2 separate regions of the Sus scrofa genome follow, and region 1 is linked to region 2. A link is a contact called in public HiChIP or PLAC-seq data. All regions are on one chromosome and are shown on one strand. Each heading gives the region's core, a stretch centred on a gene start, on an enhancer-like site or on the middle of the called end of the contact. The rest is flanking DNA. Distances are from core to core; before and after follow the strand shown.

Region 1 (6,297 bases), core at 1,445-3,944, 52 kb before region 2:
GATCCTGTGGCCTCTAATAGGCCTTTCTGTATCACCTGGGCATTGATGGCTTCTCCTTCCTTTCTTTCTCTGACAGAACTCTCTTCCACTTCTCCCTTTGATCTGTGACCATTATGTATCAGTTTCCTCCTGCATCTACTCTTATGTCTGCCCAGGACTCTTATCAACTGCCCACTGCTCTCTTGCTTCCTATGCCCACCTCTAGACATTCTGTCCACTCAATTGCTAATGCCTTCAAGGCCTCTCCCCTAAGATACTTTACATGGTCCACAAACTCACCATGGCAAAAACTAAAATCGCAGGAGTTCCCTTCGTGGCTAAGCAGTTAACAAATCCGACTAGGATCCATGAAGATGCGGGTTCAATCCTTGGTTTGAGCCTTGTTCAATGGGTTAAGGAAGGATCTGGGGCTGCTCTGAGTTGTGGTGTAGGTTGCAGACGCAGCTCAGATCCTGAATTGCTGTAGCTGTGGTTTGGGCCGATAGCTGTAGCTCCAACTCCACCCTTGGCCTGGGAACGTCCATATGCCACAAGTATGGCCCTAAAAACCAAAAACCAAAACAAACAAAAAACCCCTAAAATCACCATTCAATTCACTGTCTCATTTAAACTTGTCTCCTATTTGCATGTTTCCCACTTAACTTCCCGACATTCCAACCTTTCTTTAACCTAACCCAGACATTTGGAAGTCATATAGGCCTTTCCCTCTAAAACTCAGTCAACTGCCAAATCATATGATGTATCTCTTTAACATTCCTTAAGACAGTCTTCTCTAAAGGAACTACTTTACAAGTTCAGGACCTCACCATCCTTGCCTGGACTACTGTACAGTGTCTTATCTGGTGTCCCTGAGTTATGTCTAAGCCTGCCTCATCTCCCATGACGGTCATCTTCCACATTGTTACCAAAGTGGTCAATCTAAACTGCAAATCTAGGAGTTCCCATTGTGGCTCAGTGGCTAACGAACCCGACTATCATCCACAAGGACGAGGGTTCAATCCCTGACCTCACTCAGTGGGTTAAGGATCCGGTGTTGCTGTGAGGTATGGTGAAGGTCACAGACGGGCTTGGATCCCGAGTTGCTGTGACTCTGGCATAGGCTGGTGGCTACAGCTCTAATTGGACCCCTAGACTGGGAACCTCCATATGCCGCAGGTGTGGCCCTTTTAAAAAGACCCCTCCCCCAAAAAAAACCCTGCAAATATATAGGTCAAATCTTTCAGTGGCAACCCTTCATACAAAGTAAAATGCATACTTTTTTTTTTTTTTTTAGGGCCACACTTGTAGCATATGTAAGTTCCCAGACTAGGGGTCGAATCGGAGCTGTAGCTGCTGGCCACAGCCACGCCAGATCCAAGCCATGTCTATGACCTACACCACAGCTCATGGCAACACCGGATCCTTAACCCACCGTCAAGGCCAGGGATCAAACCCGAGTCCTCATGGATACCAGCCAGGTTTGTAACCCGCTGAATCCCAATTGGAACTCCCAAAATGCATACTTCTTATCAAGGTAAGTTCTTCTGTGATTTTATTTCAATTCACCTTTCCAGAACCATGCCATTCATCACCCTGAGCTTCACATTCTAATACCCAATTTGTCTTCTCTCATAACAAGCAGTTTCTATATATATCTTCCTCATTGCTTTTGCTCATCCCAGTAGCTCTAACTATAATACCCTGTGCCCTTTTTCCTGTGCCTTTCCTCACTTTCAAGACTCAAATCAGGGAGTTCCTGTCGTGGCTCAGCAGAAACGAATCTGACTAGCATCCATGGGGATGCAGGTTCGATCCCTGGCTTTGCTCAGCGGGTTAAGGATCCAGTGTGTGGTGTAGGTTGCACGCTCGGCTCAGATCCTGCATTGCTGTGGCTGTGGTATAGGCCAGCAACTACAGCTCTGATTCCACCCCTTGCCTGGGAACTTCCATATGCCACTGATGTGGCCCTAAAATGAAACACACACACACACACACACACACACACACACACACAAAACTCAAATCAACCCATCTCCTTCAGGAACCGAGGCAAGAAAATTCTTCTAAAACACAAGGCCAATACATTCTTCCTCTGGACTAGCAACCAGTTTACATAAAGCACAATAGTTTTTGCTTTATGTTAAATTATTTTTACACGTTATTTTCCCTATAAAAATGAAAACTCTTTGAGAGCTGGAATTGTGTTATTCACATTTGTATGCCAACCATACTACAATGCCTGGTCTAACACAAATGCCCACTTCAATAATTATCAAAATGAACTCCAGGGGAAAAGGGCAAGACTTAGACTGGAACTTAGATCCCGGCACTCTTCCGATTCTGGGTGGGAGCATTCTCAAGACAGTAAGTCGGGAGAAAAAGAGAACTCTTATGAATACCCTGAGCAGGACTTCAACTTTCAGAAGGAACTCTCTTTCAGATTATCCCATCACGGCGCCAGCCCAGAGCAGGGGAGATATGCACTCAGGTGAACACCTGGGTCCACAGCTGGTCTTTGCTGTAGTTTCGGCAGGAGCCAGAACAGCCAAAGGAGAAGGGATCCCCTGCTCCAGAGATCTCATCGCCCAGTAGACGAATCCTCACCGCATCCTTTCCCCGGCAGGAGACTGCTCTAAGAACCTCCGGCTGCCCAGATCCCTCACCTCCTCCTCCTCGGGCACCGCAAAGAACACTGAGCCTCCAGAGAGTCGCCATGTCTTTCCTGAAGGCTCAAGGTCATCCCGCAACCCGGAAGCAGTCACACGACAACATCCACCCAGTGACGACAAAAGAAAACGACCAAAGAAAAGAAAAGCGCCGATGAACCGGAAGTCGGGGGTCGGCACGCGCCCGCTGCACCGGCGCACACAGATCCGACGAAAGGTCGCGAGGCTGACGCGGAAGATGGCGGAGCTGGGTGAGGCGGACGAGGCCGAGTTGCAGCGCCTGGTGGCGGCCGAACAGCAGAAGGCGCAGTTCACTGCACAGGTTTGGGGACGGGAACCAGTGTGAGAAGGAAGGCGGGTCAGGTCAGGTCCCCGGCACCCGCGGAGTTCCGAACGCTGGCGGCGCGAAGCGGCCGCCCGAGGCTCCGTCCTTGCAGCGCCGGGTTTCCTTCACCAAAGTAACGAGTCAATCCTGCCACTGGTGACCCATAGTGTTCAGTTGCCCGCTAAGCACACCTAGCGTGGGGGGAAGAAAATTTCCGGCGAGGCAAGTACACGGGAGCTTAGTTTGGACGCGGTCTATCTAGGCTGGCATTCGGAAGATTCGGGTTATAATCCTGTCTGCTCTTTACAGGGCCCGTGCCCGTAGACAAAACACTCATCCACCGTAGGACTTGATTTCGCAGTCGCCGGCTGCCTCACTGTTGATGGTGAGGCTCATATGCCGTAATGAATTTGAAAACGAAGCAGTAGAGAATTATTAGAAAAAGGTGGGCTCTGAAGTCGTCACTCTAGACTATTTAGAACCAGAGCTTTGTAGCCCCTTAGGCATGTTTCAGACCCTGGCGTGGTCCTTTACTGGCTGCATGGCTTTGGTTCAGTTAGTTAACCGCGCCTCTTAAATGGAGGTGAAAGTCGTCTTTTAGGACCGCAGAAGGGATTGACTGAATGTTTAGTTCCCAGCCTCCCAAAATAGTTAAATGGCCCTCTGTAAATTGTTATTCCTCTTTTTGGGGAGGAGTGGGGTGGTGGGAAGGGGAGGGTTCACGGTAGTAGTGAGAACCCTCGTTAGAAATCTCTGGCTCCTGGCTGTCCCTGGTGGCCTAGCGGTTAGGGATTCGGTTGTGACTCGGGTTCGATTCCTGGCCCAGGAGAGCTTCCGTATGTCGCAGGAGTGGCAAAAAAAGTCTGGGTCGTGAACATTGTGAACATGCACACATGTTCTGTGCCTGTTTGTGCATTTTTCCGTAGATTAGATCCATAACCTTTATCGGATTCTCAAATATGTCCATGAGCCCCCACCCCACCTCCACGTAAAAAAAAAAAAAAAAATAGTAACTACTAGAAATAGTTTTGGAATGAGATAGGTGCAGTGGTTTGGGAGAGTTAATTGGTTCCATACTTCACCATTTTTCACTGGGGCTAGTTTAAGAATATAAAAGGTGGAGTTCCTATAGTGGCTCAGTGGTTAATGAATCCGACTAGGAACCATGAGGTTGCGGGTTCTATCCCTGGCCTTGCTCAGTGGGTTGAGGATCTGGCGTGGCCATGAGCTGTGATGTAGGTTGCAGACATGGCTCAGATGCCATGTTGTTGTGGCTCTGGTGTAGGCTGGCAGCTACAGCTCCAATTAGACCCCTAGCCTGGGAACGTCCATGTGCCACGGGTTCAGCCCTAAAAAAGACCACCCTAAAATTTTAAAGACGTATATATATAAAAGATATTGATCCTGCCTGAAATTTTGCAAATGGGGACTGGATACAATTAGAAAATTTAAAAAATCTTTAGGGAGGGCATTCCGGCAGTATGAAGAGTAATGTTGAGTATGTGTGTGGACCCCCATCAGTATGGAGTGGGGTTAAATAATATGCCCTGAGTGGCTGACAGAAATTGATGCATTTGGCCAATACTGGAGTGACTTAATGGAAAATACTTCTTTAATTACCAAGGAGGAGAAAAATAGAAAAGGAGAGGGTAAAAGGATTGTTGCAATGTAGGGATGAGGATCTGGACCATACTGGTGACAAATTAGGAAGTGAGGAAAGAAAGAATGATTTAATCGGGTGACAGAAGATGAAATTAGAAAATTAGCAGTTTGGCCTGTCTGCAGACCCCAGTGGTTACTGTTATTCTTTCTTCTTAGGTGCATCACTTCATGGAGCTATGTTGGGATAAATGTGTGGAGAAGCCGGGGAATCGCCTAGACTCTCGCACTGAAAATTGTCTCTCTAGCTGCGTGGACCGCTTCATTGACACCACTCTTGCTATCACCAGTCGGTTTGCCCAGATTGTACAGAAAGGAGGGCAGTAGGCCATCCCCTGAGAGAATGACAGAAGCAGCAAAGGACTTATTTTTAAGCAGATTGAAGAACCAGTGGGGAAAGACTGTCAACCTTTTGTCAACTTCAGGCTATTACCAAGCCTGTTGGTGCTAAAAAGTAACAGATCGAATGTTCAAAAAGTGAGATTTATTTATTTGGAATTCAGAAATTCCACCTTGTATCACAACAAGTTATTCAATAAATGTGAGTTCTCCAACTTTTTTTTTTTAATCTCATTTTAGGATTTAATACATAGATCTGATTGGCAGGAACACTAGAAATAACTATGTTCCAAGGCCAGTAGTGCAAATGGGAGAGCTTACGTTTTGAAGAGCCACCCTAAGCCATATTTAAGGGGACTAGAAGAACCATCAAATCCTTAGCCTAAGGAAAGGAAGAAAATATGGGGTTGAGAAAGGTGAGGAACAGAAAACAGCTTTATTGCTTATACATGACCAAGAAAAGGTAAATGGGGGCGGGGGAGGGGCAAAAAACAGACAAGATGTGTATTCACTGGGAAAGAGGCCTGCTAGTGTGAGAGGAAGGGAAGGTCAAGACCCAACAACCAACTTCCAAGAGATGCCTTTGTTCTACTGGCCCATCTTCCTGAGTCTGTGCAGAGAATCACTACTTTTATAGCACAGAAACCATGCTAAAAAACAAAACCCATGCTGAAAACTCCTTTCCACAAAGATCTCACTTGCTCTAATAACAAAACAATTGCTTCAGGTTTAAGAGGTAGTAATTACAGACTGTTCTTCCCTCCTTGAGCCCCTGCTAATCCCAAAAATATAACACCATAGAATATCAACAATTGAGTATTGATTACTGAAGTATTAATGTTTCAAATAAATATCCCAAAAGGTAGCACCTGCTTATAATCAAGGGGGTAGGGAACCTCTGGCCAACCATGTATTTTATGACTAAGTATTTTATTAGAAATCTGTTCTGTAAAGAGAATAAATTTAATAGTTCAGAACTACAAAATATCATTTCATGAAATGCTATCAGTTATATTCTGTTGCTGGTGTCTTACCCTATCATGCTAACATCAAGTATTTGTCTATTACTCATGGGGAAGGTCAGGGAGGTTGACTTACCTTCAGACCTCATAACCAACCAATGAGTGGCAGAACCAAGAACAAAAAGTCTACTGTTTTTAAACTTTGAAACTCCTCCCATGAAGTGATAACCAGGAAAAAACAATGTTACTTGATACTCCATTATGAAAACATTCACTTGTATTCTGCCAGCCTTCTAGTAATATTTTGGCTTCTTAAGAATTAACATAGTAGGGATCACAGTATACAGCAAAGGGAAGTAAGTTCTCT
Region 2 (5,930 bases), core at 693-3,192:
TCTTCAGGCCTAAGAAAGTGAAATAATGCGTAAGTATAAGGAGGTTATAAAGCAGATTTAGTTGTCTCAGAAGCCTTTAATTTCTCAATTCTGGGATAAAATGTTCCAGCAATCATCTAAGTTTCACAAATTACCACAAATTACTAAATTGAAAATTACTACTCACTTTTCAACAGTTATACAAATGATTGCTCCAACTGGAACATCTCTGGTACCCTCAGCAACAAGTATCTTTGCCATGTAACACTCCTCCAGGCTCTCAAATCCAACAGTAGCTTTATCAGTTTCAACCTTTTAACACAAAAGCAGGAGCTCAGGTTTGTGCTGTCAGTATGAAGCTTGCTTAAAATCATATAGTTCAGGAATTCCTGCTGTGGCACAGTGGATTAAGAAAATGTGACTGCAGAAGTTTCCTCGTGGCTCAGTGGAAACAAATCTGACTAGTATCCATGAGGATGCAGGTTTGATCCCTGGCCTAGCTCAGTGGATTAAGGATCCAGTTGCTGCGAGCTGTGGTGTAGGCCAGTGGCTACAGTCACAGACACAGTTCATATCTGGCGTTGCTGTGGCTGTGATGTAGGCCAGTGGCTACAGTTCCAATTCAACCCCTAGCCTGGGAACCTCCATATGCCACAAGTGTGGCCCTAAAGACAAAAAGAAAAAAAAAGAAAAAGAAAAAGAAGGAATCCGACGGCAGTGGCTTTGGTGGCTGCAGAGGCACAGGCTCAATCCCTAGCTCAGGAGCAGCCATTAAAAAAAGAATAAAATCAAATCATATAGTTTAACAATCATGTGAAAACAAAGCCTCCATCACAGGTTTGAAACAAGGAATTATTTAAATAAACTATAATTTTAAAAAATTTTTGAAAGAGATGAATTACTATTAAAAACATCTTAGCTGCAAATTAGTGTGGCTAGCGGCTGCTAACTCAAGCAACCAATCTTCTCTAATAAAGTTGTAAAAAAAATTTCAGTCTCTTAAGCAAAAGGGATGACACGACCCACTCTGAAAATTAATGCTCAGTTTAGCTAAGCCAGCTCCTAATTTGCATATTTTAAAACAACTTACCTCTGCAATTAGTTCACCCTCATTGATTTTGTCCCCTTCCTTTTTTTCCCAACGGGCTATGGTCCCTGCCTGCATTGTGGGGGAAAGAGAAGGCAATGGAACCTGGAAGAGAAAAAGGAGCAACATTGAATTTAAAAAGAGCTACCCAACTCTCAAACTGGTTTAACGTTCCAATGAATTCAATTTAATTTAACGCAAAGTCCGAATCCCATCACACACTCAGTACTAGGGATATAAAGAGAATTCCAGTCACCAGCTCTCCAGTAACAGATTTCCCGCTCCACAGTCCTAAGTGAATCTAACAGAGCACACACTCAGCAGACATTCCACACAGAGCCCCGGGCTTGGGGTTCTTCTTTCAAAGTAACATGTCAGGAGAGGGAAGCCTGGAGCTCTTCCATCAATGGAATAGATTAGGAGAGCGACGTTTCAGAGCTACAGCAAAGCTGGGTACTGGAGAAAGGACCGTGAGAAACAGTATACTAAGGGACAGGGGGGAGGGGGGATCACTGAGGCCTCTGAGAAAGTACCCGAAGCCAACAAGTCTGCATGAAGGACAACGGGGTCCCGCGAAGAACATGTCTGGGGCTCACCTTCTGATGCGGGGGGAGGCTATACCAGCGGCGGTTAGGAGACCCCCAAAGCTGCAGTAGGATACGATTCTGAGGTGTGGCCCACGAGCTGGCGCTCCAGCCGCAGAGTGCCCGGCTCCTGCCATACCCTCTAGTCGTGCTGCTGCAACGAGCCGGAACAGAGCCAGCCCGAGGGGCCGCGCACGGAGCTCCTGGCTCCTCCCGCAAAGCCGTCCACCGTGCCCCGAATCCTGCCCTTGGGGCTGCATTCTGGGCCCGTCGCGCACACACGCGCCACATAGTGCCACCGACCCCACACCCCAAAACCAACGCCGTCTCCGGAGTGACCTCTCCAAGAAGCGCGCGGCGTTGCCGTCAGCCGCGCCGCCCAGCCGCACGTTGTCGTAAAATGGGCTTCAAAGGTTCACCCAACCCCCTCCGCGGTCCAGAAATGTGTGAAACCTACCCTCTTCTCCAGGGAATGGGGTAAAGGGTGGCCGAGAGCTGATTGGGGCGGCTACACTGAAACTACGAGGGACAAGGACATTCCAGCGGAGCCCACGCAGGCCGAGTTTGGAAAGATTAATTTGGAGAGAAGCGGAAGGTGGTAGGGTCGTAGTGGTGGCGGCATTTCGCAGAATGGGACCCAAGCGCAGTGAAGGGCCTGGCCGAAAGGGAAAGGCCGAAAAAGGAGACACCCCACTGATACAGGGAAAGGGGCCTGAAGTGGGCTGAGGGGCGTGGCCCCGACTTGAGGGAAAAATGAGAAGAGGACCTGTTGGGCGCCGAGAGCTGGCAGCTGAGGGGCGGGGTCCAGGCGCTCCTGCGTTGACACTAGGCAGGGATGCCCTATAGGCATCTCGGTGCTCCCGCAATGCCCTCTGCACACCCAAGGGCCACTAGGTATGGGGTCTTGCTCTGCGCAGGCTGTGCTGAGTTACAAAGGTTTTTTTGTTCTTTTGGTTCTGGTTTTTTTTTTTTTTTTTTTTTTTTTTTGTCTTTTTTGTTGTTGTTGTTGCTATTTCTTGGGCCGCTCCCGCGGCATATGGAGGTTCCCAGGCCAGGGGTTGAATCGGAGCTGTAGCCACCGGCCTACGCCAGAGCCACAGCAACGCTGGATCCGAGCCGCGTCTGCGACCTACACCACAGCTCACGGCAACGCCGGATCGTTAACCCACTGAGCAAGGGCAGGGACCGAACCCGCAACCTCATGGTTCCTAGTCGGATTCGTTAACCACTGCGCCACGACGGGAACTCCCTGGTTTTTGTCTTTTTAGGGCCGCGCCTGAGGCACATGGAGGTTCCCAGGCTAGGGCCAGAATCAGAGCTGCAGCCGCCGGCCTACACCACAGCTGCAACTCCAGATCTGAGCCTCATTGCCACCTAAGCCACAACTAAGCGGCAACGCTGGATCCTTAACCCACTGAGCGAGGCCAGGGATCAAACCTGGGCCCTCATGGATGCTAGTCAGATTAGTTTTTGCTGAGCCAGGAGGGGAACTCCTGGGTTACAAAGATTTAATTTTAGACCTCTAACACAACAGGAAACTGGGTTGAACAGTTTTTCCAGCCAGTGTGTGAAAGGCAGGCGAGAGGAAGATACATTCCCACATTCAGGAGTACTGTAGCAGGATTAGACATATTTGTATGAAGATACAGGTTTACCAAACAGACTTGAGATTCTGGTTTGCCATAAAATTCCTTCTACCTACTTTTGTTAGGTACACTTCTACTGTAGGGTTATCACCCTATAATTAGAAAATATCTCATTTCTGAGCTGGGGGTGGCATTAGACCAGAAGGGAAGCACATACTGCATTTATAATTCCCAAGTCTTCAGTGAACAGATGGTTAGAGAACATCAAGAACACAAGATAGAGGAAAAACCAACAGTTGAAAACATGTTCAACTTTGCTAGTAATTAAGCATTTGAAAAAATAAGATAGCCAAGAGATAATAATAATAATATTAATAATAATATTTCATGCCTATTTAAATTGGAAACTTGAAAAAACTCTAAAATCTCGGAGTTCCCATTGAGGCTCAATGGGTTATGAACTCAGCTAGTATCCATGAGGATGCAGGTTCAATCCCTGGCCTCCTCAGTGGGTTAAGGATCTGTCATTGCAGCTCCAATTCGACTCCTAGCCTGGGAACTTCCTTATGCTGCAGGTTCGGCCCTAAAAAAAAAAAGTCTAAAATGTCACTGTTAATGAGACTGAAGAGAAGGAGATGCACTCATTGGGGGCACTGAATATTGGTTGTTTTTAGAGATGGCAATCTAGTAGAAAATAAGAATCGGGGGAAATATTTACATCCTTCTTCAAAATTGTAGTCTAATATCCTTACGGCATCCAAAACAAAGTAAAAAAAAGTTTTAGTATCTTTATAACAAAAGTAGTTGGAAAAATGCAACTATTCAAAAAGGAGAGAAAGATTAAGCTCAGTTGGCTAACAGAATAGTATGTAGGCAATACAACTGAGGAAATTCCCAGATTAAATGGAAAGGCAGGAGTTCCCATTTGTGACACAGTGGAAATGAATTCAACTAGTATCCATGAGGATGTGAGTTCCAACCCTGGCCTTGCTCAGTGGGTTGGGGATCCAGTGTTGCAGTGAGCTATGGTATAGATCACAGATGAGGCTTGGGTTCTGCATTGCTGTGGCTGTGGAGTAGGCTGGCAGCTATAGCTCCAACTGGACCCCTTGCCTGGAAACTTCCATATGCCACAGGTGTGGCCCTAATAGGCAAAAAAAAAAAAAAGCAAATTTGAAATAATAATGAGTAGAGCAACTGTATTGTTAAATTGTTGCAATTATGTTAAACTACTTATAAATAAGGGAAGAAGCAATGGAAGAATTGTTATTAGTGAAAGTGCTTATATTGTAACTATAGTTACAAAAATTTATAGGTGTTCCTGTTGTGGCGCAGTACAAATGAATCTGACTAGTAACCATGAAGTTTCGGGTTCGATCCCTGTCCTCGCTCAGTGGGTTAGGGATCCAGGTGGTTTAGGTCACAGATGTGTTGCTGTGGCTCTGATTCAACCCCTAGCCTGGGAACCTCCATATGCCTTGGGTGCGGCCCTGAAAAGCAAAAAATATATGTGTGTGTGTGTGTGTTTTAACAATTTTGAATTGGCTAAGATATTTTACTATAGTATTTCTGCATTTGAATTTAATAACATGATCTAAATTAGCCTTTTTATGAGATGATCTTCAGTTTGCTGTTCAGTTACTTAGGTAGCCTTGCTTAAACCTTGTTTTGCATTTTTCAGTGCATAGCAAGTTTGCATTTTGAATGTATTTTTGACAGGTATAGCTAAATCATGGGAGGGCAGAGTCCAGGAGTGTTAAGTTTACCCCAGAAGTAGGCTAAAAATACTTGGGTTTGTCAAATCAGTCCTGAGACTTGTAGGATATTACTGATATAGAATGGATTAGTTGGAAAGAGGAATTAGTTTGTAGTGAAAGATATATATTTAATTTTAACACAATGATGGAATAACCCAATTAAAATGGCTTGTGATTAATAGTTGAAAATGTGTAATTGGAAGTCAAATGAAAGCACCCAGGGCTAAAGATTTAGATAAAACACTTAAAGTGATAAAACTTATTAAACACTTAAAGCGATAAATAAAAGCTATGTAAGTTTTGGGAAGGCATCTTTCAAATCAGTTTGGAAGTTCTAGCTTTTTTAAATACACATTTCTGAAAGTTAATGTTTCTTGCTTTTGCATTAGAGACTGTCTTGTCATACAGTTTAAAGTCTCGAGTTCTTGTTTGTATATATATATAATCAAAAGAGGTGCTAAGTAAGTGAATTTTCTTTGGTAATAATAACCTATTTTGCACATACATTAGAAATACCAATAGTATTATCTGTAGCAATAAAGTAATCCTTATCACCACTCCCCAAGTAATGAGTAAACATGCTACCAGGGAGATCACTTGAGGAAATTTCCTTTCACTAAATGTAAGTGGCTTTCTTGATTATTGTCAGTCAATAAACACAAGTGAAAATAGCTAATGGCCATTAGTTTGCAAACTCCATTTTATTCATAGTTTGTGTTTCTGTTTTTTTTTTAATTAGTTCACAAATCTGGTACATACAGGCAGTTAAAAAACTGGTTATCGATTTGATAATCAGAAGCCTCTGATATAATGACACAGTCTTCATGAAAACATTGTAAAACAGAGAATACATGATAATACTCTCTTTGAAAGCACTGGTTGCAAACATCCATGTTTTTAAGAAAATATAACTTTACATATATATTTTAAGCAAGCT

What was found. HiChIP or PLAC-seq counts read pairs in DNA pulled down with a chosen protein or histone mark.
Region 1: an H3K27ac HiChIP or PLAC-seq map of alveolar macrophages shows a contact between it and region 2. The contact joins the promoter of SDHD here to the promoter of DLAT in region 2. A contact is called at or near these places in 1 of 47 Hi-C or Micro-C datasets (epiblast stem cells) and 1 of 2 datasets of contacts at active chromatin or transcription factors (alveolar macrophages).

The regions. Positions count from the first base shown.
Region 1 is chr9:39,787,051-39,793,347 of Sscrofa11.1, reverse strand. SDHD (succinate dehydrogenase complex subunit D) reads right to left here and starts at 2,694. Exons shown (of 6, transcript NM_001097516.1): 1 at 2,643-2,694. The coding sequence starts at 2,694. It overlaps TIMM8B (mitochondrial import inner membrane translocase subunit Tim8 B), which reads left to right and starts at 2,785. Exons shown (of 2, transcript XM_003129849.5): 1 at 2,785-2,967; 2 at 4,789-5,184. The coding sequence starts at 2,800. The coding sequence ends at 4,956. C9H11orf57 reads right to left here. Exons shown (of 6, transcript XM_021062781.1): 6 at 5,386-6,297.
Region 2 is chr9:39,734,651-39,740,580 of Sscrofa11.1, reverse strand. It overlaps DLAT (dihydrolipoamide S-acetyltransferase), which reads right to left and starts at 1,942. Exons shown (of 16, transcript NM_213994.1): 1 at 1,752-1,942; 2 at 1,745-1,750; 3 at 1,663-1,742; 4 at 1,070-1,171; 5 at 167-291; 6 at 1-9. The coding sequence starts at 1,941. DIXDC1 (dixin) reads right to left here. Exons shown (of 23, transcript XM_003129869.5): 23 at 5,672-5,930.